Linked DNA regions of Anas platyrhynchos: region 2 is linked to region 1. The links are chromatin contacts, called in public Hi-C maps. All regions are on one chromosome and are shown on one strand. The core of a region is the stretch at or near the end of the contact, and the rest is flanking DNA. Distances in the headings are between cores, read along the strand shown.

The links. A called contact is a pair of places that touch in the nucleus more often than the background predicts.
Region 2: a Hi-C map of subcutaneous adipose tissue shows a contact between it and region 1, with 2.2 times the contacts expected there. The contact joins the promoter of SPPL3 here to the enhancer-like site in region 1. A contact is called at or near these places in 5 of 8 Hi-C or Micro-C datasets (F1 follicle, liver, skeletal muscle and 1 more).

What each region holds. Positions count from the first base shown.
Region 1 is chr16:7,976,603-7,981,727 of IASCAAS_PekinDuck_T2T, reverse strand. It overlaps SPPL3 (signal peptide peptidase like 3), which reads left to right. Exons shown (of 11, transcript XM_027470105.3): 5 at 621-699; 6 at 1,445-1,557. Among named protein-coding and RNA genes, the nearest start is that of ACADS, 22 kb to the right of the region's middle. Within about 2 kb of position 3,362, at least 2 of the 8 cell types and tissues checked have an H3K27ac peak or open chromatin away from gene starts, as enhancers often do. A contact at or near this core is called in F1 follicle and subcutaneous adipose tissue, where this site is marked.
Region 2 is chr16:8,025,370-8,030,710 of IASCAAS_PekinDuck_T2T, reverse strand. It overlaps SPPL3 (signal peptide peptidase like 3), which reads left to right and starts at 3,698. Exons shown (of 11, transcript XM_027470105.3): 1 at 3,698-4,030. The coding sequence starts at 4,008.

The DNA of each region.
Region 1 (5,125 bases), core at 2,113-4,612:
TGCTTCTTGGAAAAAAAAAAAAAAGTATTTATGGAAATAGCCCTTTTGCTTATTTGTGTGATTTTATCATTTTCCCTGTTTTCAAAAACTTTAGAATTGGTAAAATATGCAGTGCTTTAAGTTGTAATATATTTCAGTAGTCAATAAACAGTTATGAGTAAGAAGGGAGAAAAAAGTGATTGAGTTGAAAAGCCAGAGAACCCCTTTATTACGCTGCCTTAATCTGTCATATGTTAAATAATTTTAGAAGAATCTCACAGCCAGTTTGTAGCAAGTTCTGATGTTTTTGTTGACTCCTAGAATGTTTGGAAACTGTTTTTCTTGCAGACATGATCATGAACAGCTTTGAGACTGACTTTTTTTTTTCTTTTTTTTTTTCTTTTTAGACTTGGAGATAGGAGCATGTAATTCCTTTGAGAGCCTTTATTTTGATTGCAGTTTGAAAGCAATAGAAGTTCTGCAGAAAACCTTGGAGTCTTTAACTGCTCTTGCTTCAATAATACTGCAGCATATGATAATAGGACATTGTTCCAAGAGCTTTTTCAAATTGGTGAAGCTTGTTTGTGTACTGTAGAAATCAGGTCTGAATGTACTAATATTACCTTTTCTTCCTTTTCTAGTCCTTGCAACAATAGCTTTTGCTTTCCTTCTGCTCCCGATGTGCCAGTACTTAACACGGCCTTGTTCGCCTCAAAACAAGTAAGGACTTGAGAAATGTTTTGTTCCTCTTCTCGTATGCTGTATTCATTTCTTTTAATGAGAATTCTTTAACAGAGTCTTTGGTTATGAGCATTAACCTCGGGGCTGAAGTTCATGCATATTTTTTGTGTGTGTGAACGCTGTGTTTCCACTTTGAAACTAGGAAGCACAATTTCTGCAAGTCACGCATGTTTGCCAGCCTGGGGAATACAATACAATTGCAGGAGACTAGATTTCCCAACAGCATTTAAGAAGTTTGGGTTATTTTGGCTGAGAATTCAGTTTCAGAATTAGTAGTGGGTTTTAATGTTTGTTAACATTAAACTCTGGATGATAATGCTGTTTTTTCAGGGACTGTAGTTATGCTAGTGAAAATGACGATTGTTCGAGCCATGTTTTGAAACTAATTCTTTCCTTACCTTGTGACTGGAGTTCATGCTCCAAAAAGCACTGTCATAGATGGTACTAGGAAATAGCATTCATACTAACGATTTTAAGAGAGGTGCCAGGATTTACAGGTTTTTGTTATTTTTTTTCCATCTTCGTAGTTCAGGCTTTACACATGTGATTTGAACGTGAGGAAAGCTTGTATTTTGTTGCTGTTTTGGTACCTACTTGTGGCAAAGGAGCTTCCCCTCAGTTGTTCTTGGCGTCTTTCATCAGCAGTTGAGCTCTGTTCCGGTAGCATCCATTTTCTGTTCTTTAAATGGAAACATTGCAGCTTATGTTTACATGTTGTTCCTAGGATTTCCTTTGGCTGCTGCGGGCGTTTCACTGCTGCTGAGTTGCTCTCATTTTCTTTGTCTGTGATGCTTGTACTTATCTGGGTCCTCACTGGCCACTGGCTCCTTATGGACGGTGAGTATGTGAATCAAGGGATTTGACTACAAGTTTGTGCCTGTTCTGACACATCCAGTCACCTGGTGATGATCGGTGAAATTTGCTGTTATTAATGCCTTGCTGGATTGTAATGTTTGTGGTAGACTCCCTGAGAACAAGCCCTGTCAGAAACATGCCGGGGTAATGTTCGGGACACCTGTTTTTCTGGTTTGGAAAAGCTTCCAAGGAATTGCCAGAACATCCATGAGAGATGATCTGCACTCGTGTGGTGTAGGGTGAATTGCCAGTTTTAGTTAAAGATGTGTGGAGACAGCAGTTACTTATGAATCATAACTTGGTCTCAACAATCTGGTTAATTTTTGCTGTGTGTCATGGTGGGTTTGGTTCAGATGATCAAATAATTTGTTGTGAGACAGTTCACAGTAGCTAGCTGTCTTTGATCTCTTTGATGCATACCAGTTAGGGTGGTGAGATGGGTGAAGCTGGCAGGCGTCCAGTTGGCTTGAAGGGGTGATTTATTTATTTTTTTTCCTTCTGGTTGAACTGAATTTACAGCTTGCTGTTCCTACAAAGAGCTTTCCTCCTTCCCTCCTGCCTTACAAATCTCTTGGGCTAGCTCTGGCATTCGTTTAATCACAGGGCAAACTGATTCAGCTCACTAGAATGGCAGTGCAGTCTTTTGCCAGGCTATTTTTCTGCTGCTTGCAGTGAGGTGAATTGGATTGTTGTGCAGTCAGGAATGTGCTAAATTTGGCAAAAGGTAAGTGGTGAGAGGACGGAGTGGATATGATAGCAAAGGGATGAAGGGGTAGCCAGGAGCAGGACCTCCGCTCCTCAGCAGTGTCAGGCAGCTAAATTGGCTGAAGACATGTCGTGAAGTGGCACCCTGAGGTGGTGATTGCGTGAGGAAAAATAGCTGGAACAGCATTACCTACCCTTGAATTTGCTTCTTGTGATAAAAAAGCCTACGTCCCATCAGCTTTCTAGCTCCTCCTAAATGAGACAGCAGCAGCAAGTCCTTAGCACTGGAAGCTGCCATGGCACCTTGAGTGTTTCTCTTGTATATGGGGATTATGTTTCATTCATGTTTTTTGCTGCTGCAAAAGCTCCACCTATTATATACTAGGGCGTACCTTATAAAATACTCAAATAAAAATACTCAAATAAAGAAAAAAAGAATAAAAATGTGGGTGGTGTTTGGTTTGTTCAAAGCAGACTGGCCCACCATGAAATCAAGGGTGCTTGTCACTCTGCAGTAGCTACGCAGGTAAATGTAACTTCAAGCGTGGATTTTGACACAATCTGAAAAGACTTGTCTACCCTGAGAAGCTGACAGAAGCATTTACTTAAAATGGTTATTTTTGTGAGCACTTCACTCAGAAATAGCGGGCTGTGAGATAATTGCAGAGTACTGAACTGGCACAGAGTGGCTTCTGGGGTTTATTTCCCTGTGGTTGTTTATGATTTACGTGTAGCTTTGGAGTATTTTATGTATTTTATATTAAGTGAGATTGTACAATATAGGTAAGCCTCCTTTAGTTTGTTTAAATGCAATTACACCGACATCTGTCAGTGACATTGAGCAGAGAACAGCATTTATTGGCGTTCATCAGAGGACCGAGCCGGTTTACTCCTCACACTGTACTGCTGCAAGCGGGATCACGTCATCTCTGCCTATACCCTTCTCCTCTCTGTAGCTGCATACTTGAGACCCCAATTCACCTTGTTTGGAGCGAAGCGTGGGCAGGAGGTGGTGCTGGGTAGCACAGGCAGGCGGAGAGCTCGCTAGCCTTTGAGGCTGTGTCTGCTCGCGGCGCTGCGATCCAGCTCCTCCCCTGCGCGTTGATCTTTGGGTTTGCTGTCAGCAGAAACGAAGCAGATGTTGTGAATGTGCCTCGCATCGCCCGGGCTGCTGGCTGGAGGGAGAAGTGGGGCAGGGCTCGTTGTGCGGTTGGCTCTTTAGGAGAGAGTATCTCTACTTCAGGGCTAAGTAAAAAGGAAGAGAAATACTTACTGGCCTTTTCCATTTCCTGCAGAATCGAGGTAGAGTGCTTCCTGCCAGAACAGCCTTCATTGTGCAAATACCACAGTTCCCTCATCTCTCCAGCAGCTGGTCAAACTGTTTCTAAAATCTAGGGATGTTATCAGATAGAATGAGGAGACGTTGTCTCCAGCAGGTTGCTGTGGCCTGTGATGATGTACCTTCATGGGTCTTGAAATGCTGGTTCTCAGGGGGGACGGGCTGATGACAGAATCATCTAGAGTCATTGCTGTCAGCTGGGAAAACTCGCTTAGAAGCTTTCCTAAATAGTAGGAATACCCAGAGATGAAAAATGGGAAAGCAGTAGATTTATGCATATCCACCCATAGCTATGGGGCGAACTGAAGAGGCTGGGATGCCCTGCGAACTGCTACAGGCATTAACGGCTGCAGCAGCTGGGCAGAAGCTGCTTCATGATGCGTGCTTGTATTTCTGCTTTTTAAAATACACGTTGAGGGTTTTGTAGATACGCAATTAGATCAGAACTTCACCACCTATTTGTTTCAAAGGTCAACTGGTGGCTTGTGGGGAAAGCTTAACCCCTGCCAGTTTGCATAATGCTTTGTAAGCGAGAAACCACAGCAGCAGAACCTCGGTAGTTTCGTCTGTTCTGGCCGCACTATCGCAATAAGACTGAAAAATACTGTGGCTGAGAGTCTCATCACATACACAAGAGTATTGTTAATCTTCAGAATATCCTTGTTCCATATGAGTGTGCTTGCAAGGACTTAGAAGTCAATCCATTCACTTGATCGAAGGTTAACCGTTTCAGTTAATGCTTTCACATTCAGCTCTGAGGAGCAGTGCAGCAGCACTTCCAGCTGAGCTGCCGTTTGCACGGTGTGCTCCCCTTCTTTCTGCCTCTTTAACTTAGAGTGCATTTCAGTGGAGATCGGCCTTATGTAGTTTGTCAGCACCATGCACAAACTTGGGTATGGTTGACTTGGTTTCTAGTGTGATTTCTGAATTTTTTCATTGGAGAAGGAAGCTGGCTTCATTTTACAGAAGCACATTGGTGGCTTGGCTGCACTTCGGCCTCTATTACTAACACTTGCTCTTGGGCATTCTGGCTTTATTTTTGTTTTTTAAACTTACCAATATTTCTTAAAGCAGTTGCAAAACTGCATGATTATTAGTGTGTGCGTTTCACTCTGATGTAAAGGAGTTTTTTCCATTCCCTTTTAAATCCAGTACTTGCTTAGTATGATGGAAGTGTGTTACATATGTGTGCCTGTGTTCGTTTCAGTGACACAGAAATTGAGTGTGTGAACAATAGCTAAAACTCCATGTTGGTTAAAATATTCCCTCTTCTAGTTAATTATAACCTGGAAATCCTCTCTTGAATATAGGCTAACTTGAGCTATTATTAGCATTGGCTTTAGAGAAATCTCTTTGATTTAAGACAGACTGTTCCCTTGTATTTGCTCCTCTGCCAGACGAAGCCTGTAACTGAAGGCTCTATTGAATTACTGAGAGCAGTTCTTTTTCTTGCTGCTTTACTGTGTCAAATTCTTTAAACCTCAGTAATTTGCTTATGTTTTATAT
Region 2 (5,341 bases), core at 2,449-4,948, 49 kb before region 1:
CGATTATTTGTGCCCTGGGAGCTTGGCACATGACTCTGAAAAATCCAAGGTAATTGTCATTTATATATTGTTTTCATAGGGTTGGATTCCAGCTATTTGTGCAAACCCTGTGTATCTCAGTGGGAAAGAACTTACTTGAATACATGCTTTTAATGTTCCCAATATATAGCCATTTTATGCTTTAATTGAGTAGTCTGTTGTAAATATGTGATAACTGAAAATGTGATTTTTGCAGAGGAGAGTCATGTGTTTGTTTTTTTTTTTTTGCCTCCGTTCCTACTTCTGAATTAGAACCACCAACATTTTCAGAACCAAGAGAGGGAGGCTGTCTTTTGACCGAGACACAGGAATAGCTTCACAAGTTTCTCCTTACCACTGTTTGCAGGTTGCAGTTTCATTCAGAAGAATTAATGTTTTCCTCTGTATCACCAAAGATTGTGTTTAAGTTTTAGGAGCCTCAGACTGAGGCTAAGGTGTAACAGCTATTAAGAACTGAACTAACTGGCTGCAGAGCTGGAAGGTATAGTGTGATAATGCCATAGCCTATAATGTGTTTAAATTATAGGCTGGCTGTTTCTTTCTCTCCATTCCTATTCTGGTATGGAGAAATAGGACTGTGTCACCCCTCCATTTCCCCTTTGCTTATACACTGTTTCTATCATCAGGGTGAGGATGAGTTGAACAGGAACAGCTCTGGAGTTCAGTTAATGAAGGAGTTTCCCACTAGGTGGTAGTGAAGAGAATCATATCACATAACTGGTCAGTGCACATTTTAATTATTTTCTCAACAAGGGGAATCCCATAAGGATCTTACAAGCAGAACAGCCTAGCATAGCTGTGAGCTATACTGTCAAAACTGGATCTCTTGATTTTTGCACTCCCTAGTTGTTTCCATGCCATTTGCTCCTCCTAAAACCAAGCTGCATTAACAACTCTAGCTGTCATGTCCTTTCCTGAAAGGTGAAGTGAATCTACATGATGAATCTGCTCTGGTTTTCTTCCCACCTCCATTATAAAGGCATCAAGACGTGGTTAGCCAAATGTCATCTAATGACATTTAAGCTCTTTGGAGATGAGGACTCTTTGTAGTCAGTACTTTCATCTGATTCTCTACCATACTTGCCTGTCTGTGTTCTGGGAACTACATAAAAAAATACAATATTTTTGTTTACTGCTAGTTTTGAAATACTTTGACAGGTCTAGGTAGTGCATCAGTCTGCATCAAAGACACCAGAAAGAACAGCTATTTTGGAAGGGCTTTGTAATGCCAGAGTAAATTGTCACTGAAATTCAGAGTAAAGCTCCCTTGTAGGTCCAAAGAAAATATACACTAAAGAGATGCTGGAAAAGCTACCTGCAAAATGCAAGCTGTGCTCCCCTTTGGAGTGAGGGCAGATGTTGAGTCTGCGAGGAGGAATAAGTTTCTCCTGTGAATTCATCTGACCAGTGTAACATGATGGAGCAACCTTGCAAAACCATTTAGTAATTTACACACAAAGTCTGAGATGCTGGAAAAAAATATACTTCAATGCTCATCAACCAAGGATCACTTTTGTCAAATTAATGTGTTGCAAGTTTTGCAAAACTGACAAACTGGAAGCTATTTCAGTAAGGGCACAAAGCAGGGATATTGCTTTATAGATATCAGTGTCTTTTACATTGTCTCAGAAAAAAAACTAAGAAAGGATATTTAGTATCAAGACAACATTGAAACATTGATTTATCTTTCCCTGCATTGATTCAAAAAGTCTTCTCTCTTGCATTTATTGTATCAGAACCATTGAAAAGGGTAGTATAAGCACACATCCCAAATACTGGGATAGCACCACAACAGAGTGAAGATTCCAAATTATTTGTCAGTTTTCTAGTTGTTACTGTAGATTCTTCTGCTGTGATAAGGAAGGAGAAAGCAAGGGGACTTCTCCATTGTGCAAGTCCTATCACTAGTCTGAACATTTTTAAATTTGAAACAGGGAAAACCCTAATTTCCATGCAAACTGATCAACCAGGCTATGTACCCTACAGCTCAAGGTTATATGCATGACTCGCTCCTCTCTGTTTATATCCTATCCCCCAAAGCTTTAAATCTTACTGAGATAAGCACAAGTATTGTGTATGGGGTGTAAATTGGGAGATATATGGTCAGAGGAAAATTATTTGCAAGGTAGCCTTGCCTGAGCTGGGTGAGAGATGTTAGCGTTGCTGCCTGATCCTTCCCCAACGCATCGCAGCCATGACTGACCCCAGCAGGAATCCCACTAAGCCAGTCGGTCATGATGCTTTGATTATTCACACCACCTGGTTGATAAATCCAATTCCCAAGCAGATTTTTCTAAGCGTCGGGAGCTCTAAGGTCATTCCTGTCCACAATATAAAAAGTGCAGAGGATTTGTATGTTGAGGTGTGACAACACCCCAAAGCTGTGAATCACTTGTAAGACTCCAGAAGAAAACAAAGGGGAGAGAAGATGACTTCCTTTGACTTCCTTCCATCTCCAGTGCAACTCTTCACCATGTTTTCGATGCATGCACAGTGCAGAGGCTTTTGAAGCTTCTTGCTAAATGCTTGTTTAAAGTTAAGCACAAGAATCCCTGGCGTTCCCTCCACCAGTAACTCTGCATCTGCCCATGCAACATCAGTTGACAGTGCCCCTACACTTCAGGTGGCTGGAGCACGCTGCCTTTCCTCCTTACTGATGAGGAAACCAAGCTAGCAGAGAAGCGAGCCACCCAGGATTACACAGAACTGAGAAGAAATTATTTGTTCTCAGCTTTTAATCCTGTCTCATGACTACACACAAGCCTAAGCTGTTTGTTTTTTTAACCCCCAATTAAGAGAATAACCCAGGTGAGCAAGATTAAGTCACATATTCTATCCACCACTAATAAAAATAAGCTCAGGTGGGCTCCAGAGGCCATTTTGGAGCCGTGATGCACCTGTAGGTGCACGGAGGCTGTCCCAACGCCCATTCATTTTTCTGAAGATTCTCGCGAAGTTATATTAAGGCACAGAATTTCTGCATACCTCGAAAAAAAAAAACAAAACACCAACCCCAGCCACCTATTTTTTTACCAGACCTGGGCGTTCTTCTCCTATTTCGTGCGGTTCCCTCACCTCCAGCTGCGAGCTAACCTCGGCTCGCCTCCCTCCCCCGCCGCGAGGAGCAGGGAGCGAGGCCGCCCCGCACCCAGCGGCCCCGAGCCCAGCCCCGATCCCGGCCCCGAGCCCAGGGACGCCCGGGACCGGCCGGGGGCAGGGCCCCGATCCCGGTGCCCCCGGGGCAGCGAACCCAGGCTGTTACCGACCCGGCAGCGTTCCCTGCTCGGGAGCTGACACAGCCCGGAGGAACGAGCCTCCCCCAGCACCCCACCACACGGGGGACACCCGAACCCTCACCGCCCCTCACCCCGACCCTGCGGGACCCCCTCCGGGCTCCCCCCCCCCAAAATCCTCCCGCCCGCCCAGTATCGGTGCGGCCGGGCCCGCCAAGCAGCGCCCCCCGCCCTGCCGCACGCATGCGCGCAGCCCGAGGGAGGCGGCGGCACGTGAGCGTGTTGTGGGCACGTGACCCCGCGCGGCCCCGCCCCCCGCCCGTGCGCGAGCGCGGGTTCGCGGCGAGGCCCGGCCCGGACCCCCCCCCCCCCTCCCTTCAGCCTCTCCCCCCCCCGCCCTCCTTCCCCTCACGCCTCGCCCGTCCCCGTCCCGCCCCTCCCCGCCGCCGCCGCCGCCTCCTCCCCGCCGGCCATGAGGCCCCGGCGGCTCCTCAGCGCGGCCCCGCGGCGCGGCTGCTGAGCGTCCTCCTCCTCCTCCCGCCGCCATCGCCCTCCCCGCCCGGGCGGGGACCCCCCCCCCGCTCCCCTCCCTCGCTCCTCACAGCCGCCGCCATGTTGGGCCGCCAGCCGCAGCGGGGCCGCCGCTGAGCCCCGGAGCCTGCGGGCGGCCAGGAGGAGGAGGAGGAGGAGGAGGAGGAGGAGGAGGAGCCCGGGGCCGGCCGGCCTGCCGCAGCCATGGCGGAGCAGACCTACTCCTGGTGAGGCGCCGGGCCGCGCTGCGGGCCGCGGGGGGGGGGGGTGATGGGGGGTGTGAGGGGATCGGTGTGAGGGGGGGTCTGTGAGGGGAGATCTGTGAGGGGATCCGGTGTGAGGGGATCTGTGAGGGGAGATCTGATGTGAGGGGATCTGAGGGGGGGGGGGGATCCTGTATGTGTGAGGGGATCTGTGTGAGGAGGGATCTGTGAGGGGAGATCTGTGAGGGGGGGGGGATCCTGTCTGTTTGAGGGGCTCTGTGTGTGAGGAGATCTGTGTGAGGGGGGGGGATCCTGTGTGCGAGGCGATTTGTGTGTGAGGGGCGATCCTGTGTGAGGGGGGGGATCCCTGCGTGTGAAGGGATCCTGTGTGTGTGTGTGTGAGGGGATCTGTGCGTGAGGAGGGATCCTGTGTTTGCAAGGGGATCCTCTGTGTGAGGAGGGATCCTGTGTGTGGGGTGCTCTGTGTGTGTGTGGGGTGCTGTGTAGGGCTGGGGTGCTGTTGGGGGATTGGGTTGTGGTGCCCTATGTGTGTAGGGTGGCAGTGCTGTGCGTGGGGCTGGGGTGCGCTGTGTGTTTGGGGTGCTGTTAACGTGTGTGTGGGGTTGGGGTGTTTGTGTGTGTGGCATTGGGGTGCTCCGGGTGTGTGGGGGTGCTCTGTGTGGGGTTGGGGTGCTGTGTGTGGGGTTGGGGTGCTGTGTGCCCAGCTTCTCTCCTGGCCCTGGTGCCTCACGGCGGTGCTGGGGCTGCCCGGAGCAGAGGATCTCCTCCGGCCTCCCCGTCCTGGGGCTCCTCGGGGTTCCTCAGGTCCCCGGGGGCTGCCCGGAGCTCAGCACCTGCCCTCCCCGGCTGTGTAGGGCTGGCTGGGCCCTGTGTGTGTGCGCGGGGGGGCTCGCCCGGTGACAATGGGCTTGTTCTGTGTACAGGAAATAGAACGAGGAGGAAGAGACCAGTTCCTGTGGGAAGACATCAAGTATAGCAAATCAAAGCAGAGGGCATTTTTTTCGGCGTCCTGACACTGTGTTGGGCCTAGCCGGCGGTGGGTTGAGGAGCCGGGGGCTGTTTTCTTCATGTAATGCTGGGTTTTTGGTATTGTTGAGGATTGCAGCCGAAATACGTCAAATGATTTTTGAGTGCATCCGCTCTCTTGACCTGGCCACTGCAGAGATTTGATTGTGATGCTCTCGCTGCATTTAAAATTCATTCTAGTGATAACATCCAGGGCTGTTTCTTGCAGATTTTTTTTTTTTAAGAGTTATGATATTCTTACTAAAACAGGAGTTAAATCTCAACTTTTGACCTTGGTGTGTGCTGGAT